Linked DNA regions of Sus scrofa: all the other regions are linked to region 1. Evidence: chromatin contacts called from public Hi-C and HiChIP or PLAC-seq data. All regions are on one chromosome and are shown on one strand. Each heading gives the region's core, a stretch centred on a gene start, on an enhancer-like site or on the middle of the called end of the contact. The rest is flanking DNA. Distances are from core to core; before and after follow the strand shown. Region 1 overlaps HSF2BP (heat shock factor 2-binding protein). Region 2 has its middle 36 kb from the start of CRYAA. Region 3 has its middle 65 kb from the start of CRYAA. Region 4 has its middle 66 kb from the start of SIK1. Region 5 has its middle 27 kb from the start of SIK1.

Region 1 (2,518 bases), core at 8-2,507:
AGCAAAGCACGGGAAGGTAGACATTTTACACCTTTATCAAGGCAAAAGTACACTTTCAGAGAAGGGAGAGGAGTCAGGGGCTTGCAGGTTCCCAGAGGGCCCGGCTCCCTTGCAGTGCTCTCCGTGACCCACAGTGCGGCCAGAGTGAGGACCCAGGGCGATCCTCGGGTTGGTCGTGGGCAGGAGGCCTCGTCTGCATGGGGACAGGTGACCCAGGGGCGGGTGAGGCCTGGGCCAGGGTCCATTCCCAGCAGGGAGTGAGCAGCCCAGGCGGGTCAAGGTGGGGGAAGGAGCTTTGCAAGGAGACACGGCCTGAGGCTTTGGGGGTTCGTCTCCTTGAAGGGGACTTGGAAGCTGTAGCATTAGAAAGATGAGTATGTATTTCACTGTAGGATAGCAAAATAGAAGCTGCTTGTTCTCTGAAAAATAGTATGTGCTTCTTGGTGCCTGGTGGTGGTGTGATTGTGTTCATCAGTCTAAACCTCACGACTGCTTAGGACTAAAAGAGAATTTTCAGACTGGCTTATTCTGCTTTATGAGGATATACTAGAAAATAAGAACCTCTTCTAATTTTTAAAAAAGCTAGGGAAAAAGGTTTTGTTGGGTCCTACGCTTATCAGTTTTCCTGTTAGCAAATGTGATATGTTTAATTTAATTAATTTATTGCTTTTTAGGGCCGCACCTGCGGCATAGGGAGGTTCCCAGGCTAGGGATCCAGTTGGAGCCTCAGCTGTGCCTACACCACAGCCACAGCAATGCGGGATTTGAGCCTTGTCTGTGACCTACAGCGCAGCTCACGGCAGCGCCGGATCCTTAACCCCCTGAGCGAGGCCAGGGAGCGAGCCCGCAAGCTCATGGATCCTAGTCGGATTCGCTTCTGCTGTGCCGTGATGGGGACTCTGAAATTTGATGGGTTTTAAAGAACAGGCGCTTTGCTTCCTTAGCCCCGTCTACTCGGGCACTTCCTAGAATCCCTGTCCTGGTTCACGGAATGGGATGTGCCTCACGGGCCTTAACGTGTCCGGAAATGCAGTTGCACCGGGACCAACCCCTCCCGTAGCAGGTGTTAAATTGGAGTTTGTCCCCTTGTTGTTTTTAATCTCAGTCTTTCTGCCACGCCGAAAGCTCATGTCCTTTTCATCCCTTTGGCCTGAAGGGGGCAGGCTGCGTTCACGTGTCCGGCCTTCTTCGACCGGAGCAGCTGCTGTCAGGCGCCCTCGGGCTGGATCCTTGCACTTCCTCTGGCCTCGCTGGGCTTGCCCGTCCTTCCCCGTAGGCGGCTCAGTGCTGCTCTTTCCCAGGCTTCTGCACATTCCTCACGTTCCTGTAAAGCTGCAGAGCTGGCGTCACAGCCCAGCAAACAGCCCTTGAGAACAGAGTGTTTTGAGACGCCGGCCGGGTGTTAGGTAACCGTTAGGCAAAGGGGGATGAGATCGCACGCGTCCCTCGTCCCTCGTTCGTGCCTGTCTCCTACCCTCTTGCTCCGTGTCGCTGCGGCACCGGGACGTCTGCCTCTGGCTGCCACGCGCTTGGTTTGTGTGAGCGCCGGGAAACACGGGCTGCCCTGCGCGGGTGTCCCTCAGCCCAGACCGCTCTCCCCAGCCCCCCGCAGGGTCCGACCCGCCATCAGCCGCGGCTCCAGGGGTTTTTACGTGTGATTAGCATTGCCGGCTTGTAGATGCCTCGCAGTGTTGTGTTCGTTTCCGGGGTGCAGCAGAGGGAATCAGCCCTGCGTTTCTGGGTACGTCCATCCTGTGACGGCCTGTGTCTTCCCCACACAGGCCGTCACAGACCACGGGCTCGAGCCCCGAGCTACGCGGTGGGGCCCCGTGACGATGCATGTGGTGTGTGTTGTGCACACTTGCGAACCCCAGCCTCCCCGTCCCCCCTGCCCCGAATGTCTCCCCTTTGGTGACCACAAATTTGGTTTCAGGATCTTTGCGTGGAATATCTGTTCTGTGAACAAGTTCTCTTGTTTCACTTTTTAGATTCCATGCGTTGGTGATCTCGTGTGGTCTTTGTCTCACTTCCTTCACTTGGTATAAGAACCCCTAGGCCCATCCACGTCGCTGCCGGTGGCTTTATTTCATTCTTTTTGTGGCCGAGTCATAGTCCATTGTCTGTATGGACCACATCTTGATCCCCTCTTCTGTGGATGGACATTGAGGTTGCTTCCATGTCTTGGCTGTTGTAAATAATGCTGCAGTGAACATAAGGGTCCATGTATCTTTTTGTTTTTTGTTTTTTAAAATCTTTTTTAGGGCTGCATCCACAGCATATGGAAGTTCCCAGGCTAGGGGTCTAATCGGAGCTGTAGCTGCCGGCCTACGCCACAGGCACGGCAATGCCAGATCCAGGCTGCGTCTTGGACCTACACCACAGCTCAAGGCAACACTGGGTCCTTAACCCACTGAGCAAAGCCAGGGATTGAACTTGCGTCTTCATGGATACTTGTCGGGTTTATTGACTGCTGACCTATGATGGGAACGCCTCTTCTGCTCATTTTAAATTTGTTCTG
Region 2 (2,518 bases), core at 6-2,505, 250 kb after region 1:
AACTTAAACAGGGCTTCGACTTCAGGCAGCCCAAACCGAGACGCCCAAATGCAAAAGAAAACATAGCAGTCCCGAGACCGCTAATGTTTAAAAAACGGAAAAAGGACACACAATAAAATCAAGGCAATGACCCTTGGAATTTCAGGTTCCTTCTCTGAACTCCAGTCCCACGTGAGTTTTCCCAGCAATCCAGGGCCCGAGGCCCCTGCAGCCTGAGTTCCTGCTACCATCCAGAAGTCCTAGGCCAGCGACTTTCCGATGCAGCCCACACATCTTTCATGTCCCTTTGGCGAGGCCTGGGTGTGGGGACGGGGTGGGGAAGAGAAGGGGGTGGGAACCCCGAGCCTCCAGCTGCCGCAGAGCTGGGAGTCACCTGGCCTTGACCTCTGCACACAGAGAAGCCAAGAAACTTAAAAGCAGAGGGGAGAGGAGCGAGGGAAGTGATAATACTGGAATTTGTTTAGGAATTAAGTTATTAACTTAAATACCTTAAATGTTATTTCTCACCAAAGGAGCCCAGTAAATTAAATTTGGAAAAGGAAAGTCATGTGTGAGTACTGCCAAAGTAACATTTGCCTTCGGGTGGGGGTGGGGGGTTCACCTGGCAAGAGAGGGGTTCACCAAGCACTCAGACCAGGAGGGCTGGGTGCCCTGGGAGTGAAGGCAGAGCATGCGCTGCTGTAACAAAGTCCCCACGCACGGCAGCAGAAGCAAGACGGAGGTTTTGCTCCTCCGGATGCACGTCCTGGGGTTGCTCCAGTGCACGAGGACCCAGACTCCTTCTCGATGCTCTGCCCTCCTCACACTGCAGTTTTTGCCTCGTGGCCCAAAGTGGCTGCTCCAGCACCTTCCTTCTCAACTAGTTTCCAAGCAGCTGGAAGGGGCCAAGGGGAGGGGAAGCACAGTCTTTACTTCTACTGGTCATCCCAGCTCTGCACTCCTCCCTCTTCTCCAGTCCACACGGCTCACCTGGCTTCAAGAGGTGTGATCTGGAGGTGTGGTTGTTATCTGGGTGGCCAAGGAACCAGAAAGGGAAGACGGACACGGGTCCACCAGAAATCTCCACCATACTTGCCCAGAGAAAGCTGTTTCCCATCTATGGTGCCTGGTGCGTGGCCACCGGGCAGCCACTCCCTTTTCCTCACTGACACTCAAGCAGATGGTATTTCCCGAGAGGTGGTTAACTCCCGCCCCTGGATCACACACTGCCCGCTTCCGTCTCTGTGAGATAACATTACAGCATCCCGTCACCAGCATGATTAAGCTCCTCTGGAAGCAAAGAAATGTGACATTCTGATGACCCCAGGATTTGTTGACAGGGAGTGGACATTCTCGGGCTTCTCCAAAGATGCCAGCCCCGTGGTTTCCTGTGAGGCCCTCTAGGGAGCGGGGGTCCCACCCCCAGTGCCCTCTCCACCCCGGGCACCCCCCCAATACCCTCCCCATCCCAGGCACCCTCCCCACCCCCGGTGCCCTCCCCACCCCCGGCACCCTTCACACCCTGAGAACCACAGGTTTTTTTTTATGTGTGGTTTATTAACTTATTCAATAAATATTTGTGACCACTATAAACTTCAGGAAACTGGTGACTTTTAACTCACCGAAACACGGAGCAAGCATTTATTAAGCACCTACTTGTGCTGGGCTTTGGTCAACATAGACAGAAACAAAATAAAAATCTGGCCTGCCCCAGGGGCAGCTGGCACGTGGCCCTCGGGGGCAGCTCAAGGAGCCTATACACTCGAGCCCTCTGCCTGGCACTGCCCCTGACGACAGGTGGCCACGACTGGCAGCAGCTGCAGAGAAGTAAGTGATGATCTCTGGAAGATGGCAGCTGGCCCCCCACGTGGCGCGTGGCGGGGACCTGTGATTTTCTTTTGCTTGTGAGTTGAAGGATCGATTTAGAAAATTGCAGCCAACGAAACCCGACGGCTGAAAGGTGCCTCCCCTCTGCGAGGCTTTCTGCACGTGGCCCCAGGAGTCAGGGTCACACCCCCAGCCCCCCACCCTCCTGACGCGGGACCCGGGGCCCTCACTGAGGCCAATGGAACTGTCTGCAAGTGACAGGTGAGCCTGGCAGCTGGGGTGCCTGCCCGCAGAGCCATGGGAGGGGCCAGCTGCCTCTTCCTCCCGGTGACAGGACTCGGGGCTTCCTGGGTGGGTGGCTGTGACTTCAGGAGGCAGGTGGCCTCGGATGCCCCCAGCTGCCGCAGGATGCTGAAACAGAGCAGCTCGGGGAGCCGGGCCCTGTTAAGACAAGCAGCCTTGAAAGGGGTGCCCCCAGGAAGGTGCTCGTGGGTCGGAGAGGGCAGCCTGGTCCCAGTGGCCACTGAGAAGCAGATCTAAATGCCCGAGGAGGAGGCAAGAGGCCGGAATGGCAGCTGGGGCTCTGTTCAGAGAAGGCCAGCGGCATCCACCTGGCAGGGCACTCCAGCTTCTCTCCCAAAGAGAGACTCCAATAGCTCAGACTCCAGATGCGCCCAAGGTTGAGCCCATGTCCTGTCTCATCAGAGCAGAT
Region 3 (2,518 bases), core at 7-2,506, 220 kb after region 1:
GGAGCCCGATGGCCCTGGTGGAGCCACTGCAGCAGGTGTGCTGGGGCGGAAACCACACTCCAACCACACGAGGCAGGCCTGCTGGGTCTGCAGCGGGGAGCGGGCCCTGGCGGGGGCTGTGTAACAGGGAAGCCCTGACATCAAGCCTCATGTCCACTGACTCGAGGGTGCCCAGCCCTCCCCAGCTCCGGGCCATGCACGAGCCGGGCCTGGACGGGAAAGGCTCCAGGAGGCAGAGGCTGCTGGCTCAAGGTGCTCCTGGCGGAGTGGAAAGTTTGGGTGCAGTCAGATCCCCAAATCCATCATGCAGGTGACTCAGCTCAGCCAGAATCCGGCGAGGGGAGCGCCCCAAACAGGCGCCTGGTGGGAGTTTCCTCCCGCTGATACAACGCTCACACCCCGTGAGTGAGTGTGGAGCCAGCCGCGCATGGGGTTCTGCTCCGAGGCTGCAGCCCCCACGGCCCCTCCCAGGAGAGCCGGTCCCTGGATCAGAACCCAGGGCACGTGGTTCTGCAGCATCGTCGTGCTGACTGTCGGGCTGAAAGCACATCACTTGGTGTTACCCCACCAACCCCCCGCCCCGGCGGCCCCACGTCCACCAAGGGGGCTGGAAGGCTCTGACCAACCCCAGCCCTCAGCTCATTTGCTCCTCAAGAGCCATCTCAGGCTGGGGACCCCTGGAGCTCTAGGAAGAACCCCAAGCCTTCCACAGCTCTGGCTTGGTTTTTACTTCCCAGCATTCACTTCCTAGTATGTCTTTTTAGAGAGAAAAACTGCAGGTTGGCTTCGCCCTGTTTTACTGGTTTGCCTCCAGTCCTGAAGCTTTTGACGTCAGCAGGTGTCACTGAAACCTCAGGTCTGAAAACAGTCCCAGGGGCTAAGTGACAGCCTCCTCCACCAAGGAGACCCCAGGCTGAACCCCAGCCTCCAGCGCGAGGTCAGCCCATCAGCCTGTCACCCATCAGCCCGCTCTGCCTGGCGTCTCTTCCAGCAACGGGCTGGGGGACGCCTTTACCGCTGCTCCCAGCTCCTGCCGCTTAACAGGTTGTCAGGCTAAAAAAAGCATCATTGTTCAGGCTCAACCAGGCAGGCACTGCCGGCGGCTTTGACGTCTCTGCCGACTGGTTTGTTTCAGATGACAAGTCCACACAGCATTGCTCCTGCACCCGGGCCCGGCACACACCCACACACGGCCTGTGCACTCACGGGCAGTCACGTACGAGAGAGGCCGCCCAGCCCCGCGGGAGGGCAGCCAGCCCGGGAGGCCCAGGGCCGTGTCCCCGAGGGCCTCTGGAATGTGCCGGCCGCAGGGCAGTGACGGGGGCTGGCTTCCTGTGGGACGCACGGCTGGCCCCGCTCTCCTTGGAGACGGGCCTCTGCCCTGGAACGTAGAACACGCGTGTTGAAACAGCTCTGCGGGGGCCTGGCCTGCCCTTGGGGGCTCAGGCAGCTGAGCCAGGAGGGGACTGGGTCCTGGGTGCCTCCTTCAGTGGCCGGGGATCCCTCTGTGCCACTCATGCCCTGGAGGCACCACACTCTCCTGGCTGTTGCCCTCCTGACGGCCTTGGATCCGCGGGCGCTCAGGGCCCCAGTTTCTGCTCCTACGGGATGGGACGGCCCCATTGCCCAGCCAAGATGCCATAAGGAAGCAAGAAAATCAGTCCAAACTGCAGGCAGGTGGCAGGTTATCAGTAAACTCCTCTCTTGGGGTGGGGATGGGGGTTGGTGTTCCGTACAAATCTATTCCCACCAAACGCCTCCTCCCCGAAGCCGGCAGCTGCCCTGGGGTGGGGTCCATGCTGGGCTGGGGTAGGGGGGCATCCTGCCCAGGTCCTGAAGCGCACCCAGGATGCTGCCTGTCCACCACGCATGTCTCGGGTGGATCTGAGAGGCCCCGGGAGGCTGGAGTCATGATCCCCGAGATGCAAAGATAGTTCAGGTCCCCTGAGTTCCACGCGTGACCGCAGCCCTGAACAAATAGCCCGCGGACCGGGGCAAAGGAGCCCATGGAGGAAAGAGGACCGTCAGACGAGGAGGTGCCAGGTGGCACCCTTTCACTGGCTGGAGTTCCAGAGACATTTGGGACCTAAGGTGACCTCTTGGTGTGGACTGGAGCTGGGGTGCAGCAAGATGCAGCAGGCTGGCCCTCTACGTCCAACTCTGCCCCGGGCCACAAATGCCTGCTGCCACGTTCCTTTCAGGTGAAAGAGCCCTAACCTATTTCATGCTTTTAAAGGAGGGTTTTCTAGGCTGTCAGCTCTGTGCCAGTTTAGTCCGAACGTCCTGCCACCACACGCCCTTGGCCCCCCCACAGTGGACTTGACCGCTGCAAACACTTCTCTGGGTTGACAGGCCAGGGCTGCAGCTTGGCCTCCGGGCGGCATCGCTGGGCTGTCACCCCTCCCCCACCCACCCACGTGCCCGGAGGTGAGTGGGCCACAGACCTCAGGGCCCGGGCCCTCCCTTTCAACATGGAACTGTCACCCACTCGAACTTGGGCCAAAAGTAAATCCATTCC
Region 4 (2,518 bases), core at 6-2,505, 180 kb after region 1:
ACCAGATCTAAGTACAAACACACTCACACACATACATGCAAACACACGTGGGTCTCAGAATTAAAGCTTTTCTCATGCCCACCTCCCGCACACACGAATGCATGAGATGCATCTCAGGCACACACACACACACTCACATGTTCACACTCAGCAGCTTCCTTTTGCCACCCTGAGGTCTAGGTGCAGCCCCCACTGGAAAGTGGGGGGACGGGGGGCTACCTTGTTATTTCTCACTGCATTTCAGGCCCTCTGCTACAGGAGCAGCGTAACCCACGGAGGGGTCTTGGAGGGGCAGAGCCCAGCCCGTAGGTCAGGGAACACACGCCACCTCCTGCCCACCTGAGGGCTGATCTCAGCCTCAGGAGCCCCCTGCCCTGAGCCCACAGCATGAGCAGAGTCCTGAGGAGCACAGTGAGATGCAGATAAATGTTTGCAGGGCCCTGGCGGGGGTCTCAGGGTTAAGGCTTTTTTCACTGCAGTAAACAGTAGCTCTGACTCCTGGATGCCTCCCGCCGAGTCCGGGACACCAGACAACGGTCTCGCTTCCTCCACTTGGCCATCTGGTAGACCTGCTTCCCCGACGTGGCCGCATCCACTAGTCTGAGTGTGAGGACCCTCCCCACCCCCCGCCACACCCTTCCAGGGGTTCAGGTCGGGTCCAGGTTCTTAGGAAACCCCACTGGCTTGAGCCTCAGACCGCACGCCCACATCACCCCGCGGGACCACCCGGATCTCTCAGCAGCCTCCCACGGGTGGCCCCGCCACCATCCGTCCTCCACGCGGGAGCCCAGGGAGCCTAAGCGCACACGTGGGAGACATTGCCCCCCTGCTCCCAGCCCCGGGGGGCTGCCTCGCCCCGAGCAGCACGTGGAAAAGTGAGCCCGCCCTTGGCCTCTCCCCATATTCTGCTTATCTACGCCTCCTCGTCTGCGAATTTGCTGCTCTCTTTTCTCTTTGCTCCTCTTCTGGCTTCCTCACTTGACCTGAGCTGCCCCAAGGCTCCAGTTTCTCTGCTTTGCTCACAAGGCGGTGGGGGGGGCGGCGGGGGGAGGCAGTGTGGGCCCAGCCCCGCCCCCCAGGGTGGGGCACAGCAAATATTTGCAAAGTGAACAAACGTACCAAATGCACCTCTATTTCCAGCCCAGCCCGGCCCCTGGAAACCCAGACACGCAGGCAGGTTGCAAAGGAGAAGGAAGCCCTGGCTCGGAAGGTTTCGGAAGGGCTTCCGCCTGAAGTGCTGGCTAAGGAAGACTCTTCCCTCCTCGGATGTCCCTGCCGAGCCTCCTGGGCGCCAGGTTTTGTGAGCAGCTGATCCGACACACGGTTAGGGGAGGGCCACTGGGGCCGCCAGGCCCAGCAGCTGCTTCATTTCCAAATGCCTGAGATTCTGGAATTGCTCCCACCCAGCCTCTAAGCTGGCTGCTGAGGACCTGCAGGCCTCGGTGCTCCCCTGAGAGCAGAGAACCAAGGGTCCTGGCCCTGGAGCCCAGAGGCTGGCCTGGTGGGCGCAGCAGCCCCCAGCCCTCCCTACGGAGACGTGGCCCAGTCTGTCACACACCAGCCCCCAGGCAATGTCCCTTAGCGTCCAAGGCACGTGCATCTTGATCTGGGCTGATGGGAGCAGAAGGGGAAGCAGCAGCTTTAGAGAACGCACGCTCGGGGGCCACCCAGGCCACCCCCAAAGGGCAGCATGTCCCGCCGCAGGGGTGGGAATGGCCTCGCAACCCCACCCTGCCTCCCTGGGTCTCCCACACGGACCCCCGCGGAGGTGAGACATCCAACCTGGATGGTACGAGGCAGGATGCAGTGATGCGCCCAGTTGCAGGTTCCTGCCGTGTATGTCCACAGCCCAGACATGTATTGAGCACCTACTGTGTTCCTAGCCCTGTGTGCCCTGTGGGACCTCCCTGGCCTGAGGTGTAGGGGTCCTGGAAAGCAAGAAGCCTCTCCCAGGGGTGACGTCAGGAATCAGCCTCAGGACTGTCGGGCGCGGACGGACCTCGCCTTCCCAGACAATCTCCTCCTCACCTGGTAACCAAACCCCTCTTTCAGGAGTTCCTTTAGCGAAACCTCCTTCCACTCTTACAGCACATAGCAGCTTTTGTGGCTGTTTTTACAGCCCCGCCGTCCCCAGGATCGTCATGGGACCCCAGGACAGCCAATGAGAGGACTGTGTTTCCTCACCCACAGAAAACAGCTCAGGGACAAGCCTGTGACCGGCATCAAAGTCCTGCCTGGGATTTTGCTGGAAACAACAAAGACAGAATGACCCCAATCCTCCAAGTTGGAAGTTCCAGGGACCCCGTCACCCTAAGACTAGCACTCCCGAGCAAAGTCAACGCAGGTGAAATCAAGCTTAGTCTAAATAAGATAAGCCCAGTGATATCATTTGAGTTCCTGGATCCAGCTGTTCCTGAAGCCCACTGCAGTTAAATCATCCAGCAAACACCCTTTACTGACATGAGCTTGAGTTGGGTTCTGTCATTTGCAGCCCAAAAGAATCCCGAGTAATGTGATG
Region 5 (2,518 bases), core at 14-2,513, 140 kb after region 1:
TGCGGGAGGCGCCCTTCCCCTCGGCCCCGCATCCTCCAGGCTGGCTCCCCCAGGGCCCCCCAACCCTGCTGGACGCCCCCCTGTCGCACTCTCATGCGTTAAGCTCTGCGGGGAGGTTTGGGGGCCACCAGGGGTGCTCAGTACCTCTGCCATTTTCAACCTCGGCCACTGGATCCCCAGCTCCGGTAACGGTCTCGCTCAAACTGGAATCTAGCTTCTAAGCTGGCACCCAGCCGCCCTCATCTCCTGGGCCTCATGCCTCCCCCCCCCCATTTTTTTCTTTTTTTTAGGGCTGCACCTGCGGCATATGGAGGTTCCCAGGCTAGGGGTCCAATCGGAGCTACAGCCGCCGGCCTACACCACAGCCCCAGCAACGTGGGATCGGAGACGCGTCTGCAACCTACACCACAGCTCATGGCAACGCCGGATCCTTAACCCACTGAGCGAGGCCAGGGATCGAACCCTCAACCTCATGGATGCTAGTCGGGTTCTTAACCCACTGAGCCACGCCGGGAGCCCCTCATGCCCTTTGGGAATCCCCTCCGGCACTGGGACTGAGAGGGTCAGTGACATCCAGGACAAGGTCACACACAACACGGTGGCTTCCGTCGTCCTCTCTTGGGTCACTCACTCTTGGGGAAGCCAGCGGCTATGGCGTGAGGACACTCAGGCAGCCCTGCAGAGAGGTCCACCGGTGGGGGACAGAGACCTCCTGCCCACCGCCACGTACACAGACATTCTAGAAAACAGAACCTGCAGCCCCGGTCACACCTCTGGATGAGGCAGCCTTGGCTCAACTGGCTGCAGCCTCGCGGTGAATAAACCCTGAGTCAGAACCACCCAGCTGAGTACCTCCTGGTTCCCTGAGCCACCGAAGCTGAGGGGAGCGAAGGTTTGTGGGTTTAGATTGCTACGTAGATCACTCCTTTCCGCGTGTGTGTGTGTGTACGCGTGTGTGTGCCCATGCCCTGTCCTCCCCGGGCTTTCCTGCCCCAGTGGCTACAAGGTCAGTCCCTGCTCCTCCCCTCCCTCAGGTCCGGGGGGGGACACAGCCTCTCCTGGGCCACCCCCAGGACACTGCCCACCCCTGCCTTGCTTGCGAAGGCCTGTCTACCCTCTTGCAGATTGTGCCTCTAAGAAACACTCCTCAGACGACCCAGCTGGATGGGAACATCTATTTCCCGTCAGGCCCACACCTGGAACGACCCTCCCCTCCCGTGAAGTCACGGCCGCTGCTGTCGTCGGAAGGGACTTTCCCAGGTGGAGAAATCTGGAAGCAGCTTTCGCTTTTCTCCCTGGGGCATCCTCCCTCCGCAGCAGCGGGGACTGGTGGAACTTTTCCTCAAGCGAAATCAGATGCAAGTGGTCTTTGTTCTCTTCCTCCCCGGGGGTCAGGCTCCATAACTAATTACTCACAGGCGGCGGGTTAGAACACACTTCTGGGTTCAGTGGTCAGGCTCTCAGCCTCCCCTCTGTGTGGGAAGCTCGGTCTCCGGGGGCCCTGGAGCCACAGTCCCCTGGCAGAGGGTCTGAGGCTCCCGGGAGGCCCTGGCCCCGCGCCCGTCGTGGGGCGGGAGTCACCCGCCCGCAGCCTGGGAAATTCCCTGGGAGCCGGGATTTCCTCGCTGGGATATTGTTTTCCCTCCGCAGGAAGCCCAGGCAGCCACGTCTGTTCCTGGCAGCGATCCCGCCGCAGGCTCGGAGCCCCTGAACTTCCAGTCCGCACACCTGCTGGGTCCTGTGGGATCCGGGGCAGCACCAGCCAGGGTCCTGGCGCCCTGGGCCAGGCCCGGAGCCTGCCTTTGTTTAAAAGCTTGACGTTTTGGAGTTCCCGTTGTGGCTCAGCAGCTGAAGGACCCGACGTCGCATCCTGGGACAGGAGCTGAGGCAAGACTGGGCGGGGGAGGGGGGGGAGAGGCGAGTCCACAAGGGCCCAGAGCGGCCAAAGCAGGGCCCTGACAGGTCCCTTCCCCAAGACTGAAGGTGGCCGAGAAAATTCGTGTCTCCAAAGGGACAAACATGAATGTAAGCTAAGATCTGAGCCCCCGGAGGCTCAGCCGTTGACACTGGGGTGTGTTTCCTGGAAAAGAGCCTTTGCAACCGTGAGCCCCCTGCCCTGGGCCCCAGTCCTGGTGACACCCCCGGAGCAGGAGGGGCCGCCGTCGCCATGGGGACAGCTGCCTCCTGTCCCTGCCCCCCTTCACCCCAACACCAGCCCCTGAGGCCTTGCGTTTGGGAGGCGGTGCCCGAAACGGGACAGATGTGGCCCTGGAGGCAGCCGAGTCAACTGCCTGAGCACACGGTGGCCTGTGGCGAGCTCGCTGCTGGGGTTCGCTGTCTAAAGGGGGCCCCAGACCTCCACAGGGGCCTCTTTGGTCATCAGGATCTTGTCCCTGGGTGCCGCCTGGCCAGGTCTCCCCATGGGGACCCCTTGCTTGAGGACATGAGCCAGGTCTGAGGACTTGGGGTGAGTGGGACAGGCCAGCCCTGGGCTGCAGGGGACATGGGGGTCCAGGGG

What was found. A called contact is a pair of places that touch in the nucleus more often than the background predicts. HiChIP or PLAC-seq counts read pairs in DNA pulled down with a chosen protein or histone mark.
Region 2: a Hi-C map of embryonic fibroblasts shows a contact between it and region 1, with 1.6 times the contacts expected there. The contact joins two enhancer-like sites. A contact is called at or near these places in 1 of 47 Hi-C or Micro-C datasets (embryonic fibroblasts) and 2 of 2 datasets of contacts at active chromatin or transcription factors (alveolar macrophages and skeletal muscle).
Region 3: a Hi-C map of retroperitoneal adipose tissue shows a contact between it and region 1, with 2.6 times the contacts expected there. The contact joins two enhancer-like sites. A contact is called at or near these places in 6 of 47 Hi-C or Micro-C datasets (alveolar macrophages, embryonic fibroblasts, heart right ventricle and 3 more) and 2 of 2 datasets of contacts at active chromatin or transcription factors (alveolar macrophages and skeletal muscle).
Region 4: a contact with region 1 is called in an H3K27ac HiChIP or PLAC-seq map of skeletal muscle. The contact joins two enhancer-like sites. A contact is called at or near these places in 2 of 47 Hi-C or Micro-C datasets (both in skeletal muscle) and 1 of 2 datasets of contacts at active chromatin or transcription factors (skeletal muscle).
Region 5: a contact with region 1 is called in an H3K27ac HiChIP or PLAC-seq map of skeletal muscle. The contact joins two enhancer-like sites. A contact is called at or near these places in 1 of 47 Hi-C or Micro-C datasets (liver) and 2 of 2 datasets of contacts at active chromatin or transcription factors (alveolar macrophages and skeletal muscle).

The regions. Positions count from the first base shown.
Region 1 is chr13:206,579,095-206,581,612 of Sscrofa11.1, reverse strand. The region is part of intron 8 of HSF2BP (heat shock factor 2-binding protein); the gene reads left to right. Among named protein-coding and RNA genes, the nearest start is that of HSF2BP, 49 kb to the left of the region's middle. Within about 2 kb of position 1,257, at least 61 of the 83 cell types and tissues checked have an H3K27ac peak or open chromatin away from gene starts, as enhancers often do. A contact at or near this core is called in embryonic fibroblasts, retroperitoneal adipose tissue and skeletal muscle, where this site is marked.
Region 2 is chr13:206,328,403-206,330,920 of Sscrofa11.1, reverse strand. No RefSeq gene overlaps it. Among named protein-coding and RNA genes, the nearest start is that of CRYAA, 36 kb to the right of the region's middle. Within about 2 kb of position 1,255, at least 16 of the 83 cell types and tissues checked have an H3K27ac peak or open chromatin away from gene starts, as enhancers often do. A contact at or near this core is called in embryonic fibroblasts and skeletal muscle, where this site is marked.
Region 3 is chr13:206,357,304-206,359,821 of Sscrofa11.1, reverse strand. No RefSeq gene overlaps it. Among named protein-coding and RNA genes, the nearest start is that of CRYAA, 65 kb to the right of the region's middle. Within about 2 kb of position 1,256, at least 40 of the 83 cell types and tissues checked have an H3K27ac peak or open chromatin away from gene starts, as enhancers often do. A contact at or near this core is called in embryonic fibroblasts, retroperitoneal adipose tissue and skeletal muscle, where this site is marked.
Region 4 is chr13:206,398,803-206,401,320 of Sscrofa11.1, reverse strand. No RefSeq gene overlaps it. Among named protein-coding and RNA genes, the nearest start is that of SIK1, 66 kb to the left of the region's middle. Within about 2 kb of position 1,255, at least 28 of the 83 cell types and tissues checked have an H3K27ac peak or open chromatin away from gene starts, as enhancers often do. A contact at or near this core is called in skeletal muscle, where this site is marked.
Region 5 is chr13:206,437,491-206,440,008 of Sscrofa11.1, reverse strand. No RefSeq gene overlaps it. Among named protein-coding and RNA genes, the nearest start is that of SIK1, 27 kb to the left of the region's middle. Within about 2 kb of position 1,263, at least 23 of the 83 cell types and tissues checked have an H3K27ac peak or open chromatin away from gene starts, as enhancers often do. A contact at or near this core is called in skeletal muscle, where this site is marked.